2 separate regions of the Rattus norvegicus genome follow, and region 1 is linked to region 2. Evidence: chromatin contacts called from public Hi-C data. All regions are on one chromosome and are shown on one strand. The core of a region is the stretch at or near the end of the contact, and the rest is flanking DNA. Distances in the headings are between cores, read along the strand shown. Region 1 overlaps Aopep (aminopeptidase O). Region 2 overlaps Aopep (aminopeptidase O).

The links. Hi-C and Micro-C count contacts between places; a contact is called where the count stands out from the background.
Region 1: a contact with region 2 is called in a Hi-C map of liver, with 1.9 times the contacts expected there. The contact joins two enhancer-like sites. A contact is called at or near these places in 2 of 12 Hi-C or Micro-C datasets (both in liver).

The regions. Positions count from the first base shown.
Region 1 is chr17:1,945,125-1,949,844 of GRCr8, forward strand. It overlaps Aopep (aminopeptidase O), which reads right to left. Exons shown (of 17, transcript NM_001012346.2): 6 at 2,229-2,418. Among named protein-coding and RNA genes, the nearest start is that of Mir23b, 130 kb to the left of the region's middle. Within about 2 kb of position 1,822, at least 4 of the 93 cell types and tissues checked have an H3K27ac peak or open chromatin away from gene starts, as enhancers often do. A contact at or near this core is called in liver, where this site is marked.
Region 2 is chr17:1,829,901-1,834,449 of GRCr8, forward strand. The region is part of intron 14 of Aopep (aminopeptidase O); the gene reads right to left. Among named protein-coding and RNA genes, the nearest start is that of Mir23b, 13 kb to the left of the region's middle. Within about 2 kb of position 1,266, at least 5 of the 93 cell types and tissues checked have an H3K27ac peak or open chromatin away from gene starts, as enhancers often do. A contact at or near this core is called in liver, where this site is marked.

The sequences.
Region 1 (4,720 bases), core at 572-3,071, 120 kb after region 2:
CCTCTTCTAACTTTGAATGTGCACAGTACCTGACACTCATCTGCTCTTTGGTTTGGTATTTCTCTCTTTCCTTCCATGAACTGCTTTCTCTTGGCCACCACCTTTTAGTCCCATAGGTTAAACGTAGAAAGGCCACGGAAGACATGACAGCCTTGAGACATAGAAACGCAGCTCAGCCTGCTCTGTCAGAGACAGACCCTGTGGGAGGGCTGAAACGAACTTGGGAGCTCCCGTTTGCTTGTCTTAGAGAGGAACTACTCAGGGGAGACGAAGACAGAGCACACGGATATTCACCCTTTGCAAAATGCCAACTGACCCAGGGTGGAAGCAAACGGCATTTCATACACAGCCTCTGTGTGTCTAGGATGTGTTAATCCCACTCACATGTTATTTCATCCAACTTGCGAATATGAGCCTTCTTAGACCTATTTCCCCCAGGGGGAAGCCGAGGTCCAAGGAAGCTGTATATCCTGCCTGTACTCAGAAAGCCAGTGAGCAGGTGAGCTGGGACCCAGTCAACGGGGTAGCTTCTTTGGAGCGGGGTATACAGATTGGGACAAGAGGACAATGAGAGGCAGCAACACTGTGTGATGACTCTGTCTCTGTAGTGAGAATAAGAATCACACATGGCAGAAGCAGCAGGACTCCAGAGTCCAGCAAAGCTGTGTTGGGGAGTTTGGGGTGTGAATCAGTTTGATGGGGCCTTAAGCCGGCCACTGAAACACAAGGTTTCACCAGGCAGAATGTTCTTGACCAAAAATCAAACAGTGCAAACAAACTTGGGAGTTTTAGAACAGTTCCAAGAAGCCAGGGTGGCAAGGATGGAGACCGTGAAGAAAAGGAGTGGCCCCAGGATCAGGAAGTAGACAGAAGGTAGGAAATGGCTCTGCAGTCCCATACTCAGGAAAGCTCGGGTCAAGGTTAGAGTGGAGGCACTGAAAGAGGGTTTGGTCCGTGCTTTTCATCCTAGAGGTTGAGTCCAGGCCTGTGGGCTAAGCAGAGGCACATGACCACTGAGTGAACATTCTCAGCTCCTGAACACATAGGTTCAACCTATAGCCTACAGGATAATCAGAAGCATGGCCACTGTGTTACAAATCAGCCCTTAATTTGTACACTGGATAAAAAATTTGCTTGTTTGTGTTTTGTGACACAGTATCAGTCAAGCTGAGGCCAGTGTTGAGCTCACTACATAGCCCAGGGTTCCTTCAAAGCTGTGACAATATTCATGCTCAAGATCTCCCACACTGGGAATACAGGTGTGAGCCGCTACCCCTGGTTTATAACATCTTTTCTGAATTAGTGAGCATCATAAGAATTTAGAAATCCTGAGTTCCCTCAAACACTGGGGCTTGCTGTTCCAGCCACACTGAGCCTCCCTTTAAACATGACAGCTGACTGTAGAGGAGGAGCAGAGGCCAGGTCGGCAGGCCACCTAATCCGCAGCATCAAATGCCTTACCTTCATCCAAAATATCACTCCTGACTTTTATTCATTTTTTTATAGGGAAGGGGGTTGAGATAGGGTCTTGTTATCTAACCCTGGCTGACGATCCGGAACTTATGAAGACTAAGCTGGCCTCAACTCTTATCCATCTTCCTGCCTTAGCCTCACCCAGTATGAACCACACCCACTAGGGGTCAACATTTGAATCTGATTATTTAAAAAGCCCCATAGCCAGGCAGGCAAGAGTACTCATATAAGCTCAAGTCCAGTCTGGTTTATATAGGAAGCTCCACGCTGCCTGGTGCTACACAGCCAGACCCTGTCTCAAGACAAGACAAAACCAAAACCAAACCAAAACATCCTGTGTATTTATATGGGATTAGGCAATGCAGGAGTCTGACCTTCTTCATGCCTCTGCTCAAACATGTGTGCTCAGAGGTCTTCTCTGACTTCAGGGTCAAGGTCAAACCAGCTCCCTCTGCTCTGTGTGAGGCTCGTTCTCTAGTACTTATCATAAACCAGCTCCTTCCACTCTGATCTCCCCCTACTCTGTGTGAGGCCCCTCTCTCCTTACAGCACTTATCACATTGCTCTGTCTTTTGTTGTCTCTTCCCTCCACCTCTAGATCATGAACTCGAAGGGACGAAGGGACGAGGCTTTACAGTGATTTATTCAGCAAACAGTGCTCAGTGCAGTCAGCATATAACTACTGAATGAATAATGAGTGAATGAGTGAGTGAAAACAGAACCAGATTCTGAGTAGGGAAATTCTTTGAACCCACCTGCTGTGCTTCAGCCCAAAATATATCTTCCAAGTGAGTGGCAAATCCTTCGCTGAGCCACTCCTCTGTCCAGTCTCGGGCCCCTATGGCTAGGCCAAACCAGGCATGAGCAATTTCATGGCAAAGACGGGTCCCGCAGAGATGGCTTGTGCCTGTCAAGGTGCTCTGAGAGAGGAAGATGATGTGTGGGCTGCAGATAATGGGAGAAAAAACACGTGGAGTCCTGTTAGCACCTGTCCCTGTGGCTACTCAGTGGGGCGGCTTTCTTAGCCCACAGAGTCTGTTATTACTGTGTGCATGCCGGATCATGATGGATAGATGCGGTTGCGATGCTTTTAGACCCAAATCAAGTGGCAGTTTACATTTCTGGCAGCTGCTCAGGTTGCTGTGTCTGCCAGCAGTTGTCTTCGTCATCAAGCTGCTATTGCCTGTAATAAGTAACCTGCACTAAGGTTTATGCTGAAAAAAATTACAAGGCAATGGAAACGTTTACTCTGAGATCTGGACTGTAAAAGAAGAACAGGTGTGAGAAGGTGAAGTCCATGCTGTCACGAGAATGATCAAAGAAGTCGTTCAGCCAAAAATTCTAGCAGATCACAGGCAAATCAGGACGTCACTCGGAAGGCCAGGAAAAGCCAAAAAGAATAGAACCCCCAAATCTTCCATTTCACAGTAGAGCTGACTGTGGAGTTAACAACCAAAGAGGAGACTCTGTAGGTAGCCCAGAGAAGAGCCCAGTGACTGCAAACAAAGTCTTTCCATGTAAGCTGCAGGCCCTTACAGACTCATGTGACCAGGGAGCACTATTACTCCCAGGGGTGCAAATGGCCCAAGGGTTGGCCCTGTATGCCGACACTTCTAATCTCAGTTCCCATAGTTCCTTCTGTGACTCCAAATACCATGATTAAAACTGTAGAGATGATGTGGGAGGAAGTGTCTGTCAGAAAGGACGGACAGGATCTTCACTTTGCTCCCACCTTCAGTGTTTAGCATTCATCTAGAACTTGTTTATGTTTTTCCTAATGAAGAATTTATTCTTTAAAAACAAATCTAACAATTAAAGCAAGTGAGTTGTGAGAACTCCCAAAGTAAGGAATCAGCTCCTTCTTTCAAAGCCTATTTGTTTGCCATCATGTCAGCTCTGCACAAGCCAAGGCAGCAGCATGTAGCTTTTTGGTCCGCCCCCACAGCCCCCATTAGAGAAAAACCCCACCTATATTTCCCTTGCACAATATCACCCATTCAGCTCAGAGAGCTAAATTGCAATCGCGGGAGTCAGGACTGCCAAAATAGACAGCTTTCATGTGAAGTAATAACAGGGCAGGCGCGCAGATGAAAAAGCATCTGCCAGGCTTTCCGGAAAGCCCACAGAAACCCCACACATTAAAGCAGAGTTGAGGCACGGAGGGGAAAGGGGTGCGGTGCAACAGGCACCGAGAGTCAAACAGATTACTAGCTCAGACAAAAATGTAAGAAGGCAGGCAGTGAGGGAACCTCCCAGCACAGGAGCCAGCCTCCCTTTACCTTACCAAGGAAGACAAATGGCACAGCCTGGCATTCTCAAGTGAATGACCCCTGGCTCTGCCAAGGGCGACGCTACATGAAAAGCCACAGAAATGCACAAGTAAATAACATTCCAGACATACTGCTGGCAGCAGTGCCCCCGTGAGCTAAAACAAAACTTCAGACTGTATGAGCAGGCTCATCTCTGGAAAGAGTCCAGTGGCCACTGTGACAGTCATGGCTATGTGGGCAAGGATCAGACAGCTGACTCTGACTCAAGCCAGGAAGGTTCAAAGGGGATGAGTGGATTTGTAGAGGGACTGCCTCTGACTAGGGTCAGTCGCTTGGTTCCAGTGGAGGCCATGAATGACTACTCCAGGAGAGGAGTCACAGGAGTGGCTGCCGGAGTGAGCTTCATCTTCCCTCTTTCTGTTTGTTCCCCACGAGCAAGCAGTCATCTCCACAAGACTTCCCTCCTCACCTTCCTGAACTCAGGATACCCCTGGGAGCCATCTGAAGTCCCCATCTCCTGTCATCCATGCTTTCTTCCCAGTAAACAACAGTAAACAATTTCCTACTGTCCTTTAGGGAAGAAGGAAGTGTGCAGGAAACTGTCTAACACTAGACAGGGTTACAATAACCCTGTTATCACTCAGAGTTCTCCCAGTGACCAACGTCCACGTGGGACCCTGCTTTCAAGCTTTCAGTGCCATCCTTAAAGGTGTTACACAAACTTGGGACATAAAAGATAACTACGACTTTCCTCTCCTCTTTCTGATCTGAATGTCAGAATCCCTCAAGGTAGTTAGACTTTAAAGCACGGTTTTCCTCAGTAGCCAATGAGGACAACAACACACCTCAGCCTACTTTGAGGATCAACAGTCAATGTCCCCTTATTAGCAGGTCCCTTAGCATGGACAGCGCCCCACAACTGAGAGCTTTCTGAATGTCTAGGCTACCGTGACCTTTATGTGCACGGCCCACTCCCA
Region 2 (4,549 bases), core at 16-2,515:
AGTTTAAATCCTCACGTCACGTTTGTAACAGTTAGAAAGTCAGTCTCAGATAGAAGCCTTTATTTGCTGAAGAACCAGTGTTGAGGCAGGCCAACAGGGCGACCAAGCTGGCTGCCAAGTCGCTAGGTGGCAATGCTGCAGGGTTCTGCGGCAAGTTGGGAAAGCAAGACAGCCACTGCTCCCACTGGCATTCAAGCACAGCGCCTGCTTGCAGCATGCTTCTGAATGGACAGTGCTTCTACAAATGGAGAATGCTTTCAGTGACTTTGAAATTATAATGCACAGTTGGAAGCTATAAAATGCTTTGAAGAATACCACCCATCCTATTTATGACAGGAAGCCCCTTTCTTTCTCAGTCCTTTTGATTTTGAAATTTACTGCTAAAGGAAAAAAAATCTGTCCAGGGAACATGATCTGGGAAGCCCATTAAACCCCATTTGGAGTTTCATTTTATATCTGTAAACAGAAAGACGAAAGCTTGGGGCTTTTGTAAGTTAATAAGTCTACACTGCAATAAACAACCCTGCTTTTTCAATTTGTGCTTAAATTAGATTTACTTGCTTTAAAGAGGGCTCACTGTGAAAGGCACAGCCACTGCAGGGCTATAGGCTGATGGCACTGCCAGCTAAGAACTGTTCAGGGGTGTCCGCAATGGTAGGTACTGGCCTGCTCTCTCTCCTGAGAGAACAAACGACTGTCAGTCGTGGTGTGTGAGCCACACAGAACTTTGAGCGTCTGTTTTACTCTACTGCTCCTCCTCCTCCCTCACTGCTCCCTGCTCCCAAAGGACTGCAACTTGAACATTATTTTTCTAATAAAGAGAAGTAGACCTTACTTCAGTAGATGCTGTACAGACATGTTAGTAAATTCCTGAGCCCGTGTTAGGAGTGACACCTGGAGACTGGAAAGAGCTCGATGAGTAAAGTTCTTGCCTTGCAAATATGAGGAATGGTGAGCCTCTAATTCCAGCAGCTATGAAGACAGGCCAGCCAACCTAGCCTAACAGGTGAGAGACCCCTGTCTTACAAAACAAAATGGATGGCTCCTGAGGAACAATGACACACAAGGCTGGCCAAACCTCATGCACAAGAATGCACACACAGACACAAAGAGGGACATGTGTCGGCCACTCTGTCTGTGGTGCCACACCGAGTACTGTTTCAGCTGCTGCAGCTACCACACCAGCGTGCAAACAGTTTAGAGGAGGGCCTAGGGTGGTGACAGATGTCCAACACAAACAAAGCAAGCAGGACACAGCTGCCTCACCTCACCTGTGCTTGAAACGTTCCCGTGATCTAGGCAGAGCCTCGTCTTCCCTCCCCTGTCTCCCTGCCCCTGTACACATAGAGTTTCATTTGATGATTTAATACCATTGAAGGAAGGCTTAGTGCCAGTCAAGAGAACTGGAGCAGACATGAGCCCTGCAATGGATCCAGACAGTTATGGCTTTCTCTTCCAGGACTACACTCAGCAGTGACACCTTTCAAACTGGTTCTGAGATCAGGAGGTGACAGCACCACTCACCCTCTTCCGGTGACATGTGGTACCTGGTATCTCCAGAAAAAGAGGACTTTTGCTGCTGGTAGAAACAGTGACCAGGCCGGGACAGCTCTCCCTCCCATGGAAGCAATGTAGTCACAGAGTAGATGACAGCAGTAAGACACGGAAAGGAAAGCCTCTGCTCTGAGCAGGCTACCACGATGCTTCAAGCCCCTACACACTTCCTCGGCCCACAAGTCCCTAAAAAGCTCTCTGAAGAAAACAGGCCAGAATATGTTCTCCATTCCTCAGGTTTTTGTTCATGTCTATCCACTTTAACAGACACTTGGCCAACCAGTGCACCAGTGCGCTGTAATAATTTACAGTTAAGGAAAGTCTCCAGCCTCAGGAGCAGAGAACGTTTAAAAAAAAGGAAGGAAGGAAGGAAAGAAGGAAGGAAGGAAGAAAGAAAGAAAGGCAAATCTCTACTTTTGTTATTTTAGGTCAGCTATAAAAAAAAAAAGCCTCTTATCACAGAAAAATAGGAGACTCTTGTCTGTTGCTGGCTTTCCACAGAAAACTTTTGTGAACACTGAACCAAGTAACAAAGAAGAAAACCACTAAAAAAATCTAAGCAATACTTTCCTGACTGAAAAGTGCGTAAAGACACTGTTACAAACTAAGCACAAGGAAGGGGGTGTGGATACAGCTAAAGAGAGGCGGACACAGGGCCTCTTCTCCACGTTAGAGGAGGCAGGGCTGCAAACAGGCCTGCCTAACTATTGAGCTCACAAGCACCTTTCTGACTTTTCACACAGAAGACACTGAGTCGGACTCTGAAGCCTGCGGCCCTTATGTGCCACCTGGGTTCAATCACAACACTCCGGGTCCTCTGTACCACAAAGATGTGTCTACTGCTTTGAACACTGTAGCTGTGAGTTGCCAGGTGGAACACACAGTGATCAAGATGTCCTCAGGGAGTTTCTCTGTGAGATGTATACCAGGCTGGCCTTGAACTCACTGTGTACACCAGGCTGACGTTGAACTCCAAAATTTGTGTGCCTCTGCATCTCTGTATTGGGATTAAAGATCAATGCTACCACACCCAACCTTAATTTCTACCCCGAATACCAGTTCCCTTACTGTCTTTCAACACTCTACATTACTTTCTTGTTTTATATTCGATCTGAATACCCATCTTAAGAGTGTCCTCTCACAATGATGTATTCAACAGTAGTGGTTGGTGACTGACCAGGTTGGAGTCTTGGTGATGAGGCCCTGTATCACTGTTACCCAGGGCAGCCATGGGTCTCCAGCAACCGTGAAGAGGCAGCTGGTGCTGTGGCATTGTTTCTACTCATAGGCCTTGACCTCCTGGGGCAGGGCCATGGGTGCTAAGGCCTTGGTGCAAAGCTTGTGTTAACAACTGCTTCAAACCTAGGGCTGCACTGGAGACCCACACCTGGCCTCAGTAGGGTCAGTTTCTACCTCATCTTGCTACTTAGACTCTGCTGGAGGCAAGGAGGCCTGGAGCTACTTGAGGCTAGCCAGGCTCTCTGACACAGCCAGCAATGTAGAGAAGGGTCTGTGAGAGACAGCCTGTATCTCCACAGGCAGCCCACACAGAGGTGCTGCTGCAGATGCTTACAGAGGCTTTCTCTGGGTGCCACAGCATGGGCTCACTGTTCCGTACCAGCCTGCTGCCACCCTTGCTGGTCTGTCTTCCTCTTCTACCAGAAGAACTTGCCTCTCCCAAAGTTCCATTCTCTAAAGCTTTTGGTGGGGCGGAGTGGGCTCCAGGTGGCTCCTAAATGTTGTTAGCTATCGAACCCTACCCTAGGCTGTTAGCAAGTGTTAGACAGTCATCACGTGATTTTAAAAGCTGCCTTTTCTGAACCCACTGCTACATTAAAGCAGAGCTTCTTAAGAGGGACTTTGCCACTCAGGAAATATCTGGCAATATCTGGGGGGCATTTGGAGTCCTATAACAGGAGAAAGGGAGCCTCATAAACAGAGGAGCCATGGATGCTGAACACCCATGACACGGAGCCATGAAGTATCAGAAAATGGGAGCCAAGAAACCTTGATTCGGAGTATCCATCTCCCCATCTCCACCTCCACCCCATCCCTGTCCCTACTCCAGGGGCAAAGAACATGACAACCAACCATTAACCCAAGACCAGGAATTCTCCAAGCAGAAGACAACACACACCCTTAGAAGGCTAAGTTTTCCCCTTTTCTGCTTTAGTTTATGGGGAAAAAAAATACAGAGCTGAAGAGACAGCATAGACTCTCTCAGCTAAGAAAGAGCCTTCCCATGACCAGAAACCACATTAACCAACGGTCATGCTAGGCTGGGTCATGGCTCAGTGGTCAAGCATGTGCACAAAGCCCGACAGCCCAGAAACAACCTGATAAACCCGACCATGGGCTGTTCACATTTTGTTTATAGTCTTTTGTTTATAGAGTTTCCTCATCTTACCTTGTTAATTCTGTGAAGAAAGTATTTATGGATTCATTTTAATCCCCAGGAAATTGAGGCTTAGGAACCTTTTCCCAAAACAACAAAAGGTAGGGGTCTGGAGAGCTGGTAAGAAAGAGTGTAGATCTCCAACTGAGGGCTCCATCTGCTAGTGCGTCCTGACAGTGGCACGCTCAGACACAGCACACAGTTTCCAAGGAAGACAAAATCAGATATAAAACCCCAGAGCAAAGATCATCTCATCAAGTCTCCCGCCCCTGTGCACTGGAAGTACAGTTGAGATGATGTTGTGCTGAGGAGGAGCATGAGCATGAGGCCAGGGGGAAGGCAAAGGTCATGCATCAGCACCTGAACATGGCTATGTGACCTGAACGTGGCTCACTGCAAAGTCCATGTCTTGACCAGCACCATGCCCTGATCTGGGTAGTGCTTCAGGCATGGGTATGCACTACCATCTGCTTTCTTGCTTTTATTTTGAGACAGGGTCTGTGTAAACCAGGCTGGCTAGGAATGTGCTGTGCAGACCAGGCTGCCCTCAAACCCACTGAGACACACCTGTGTCTCCCTCCAGAGAGCTGGGATGAAAGC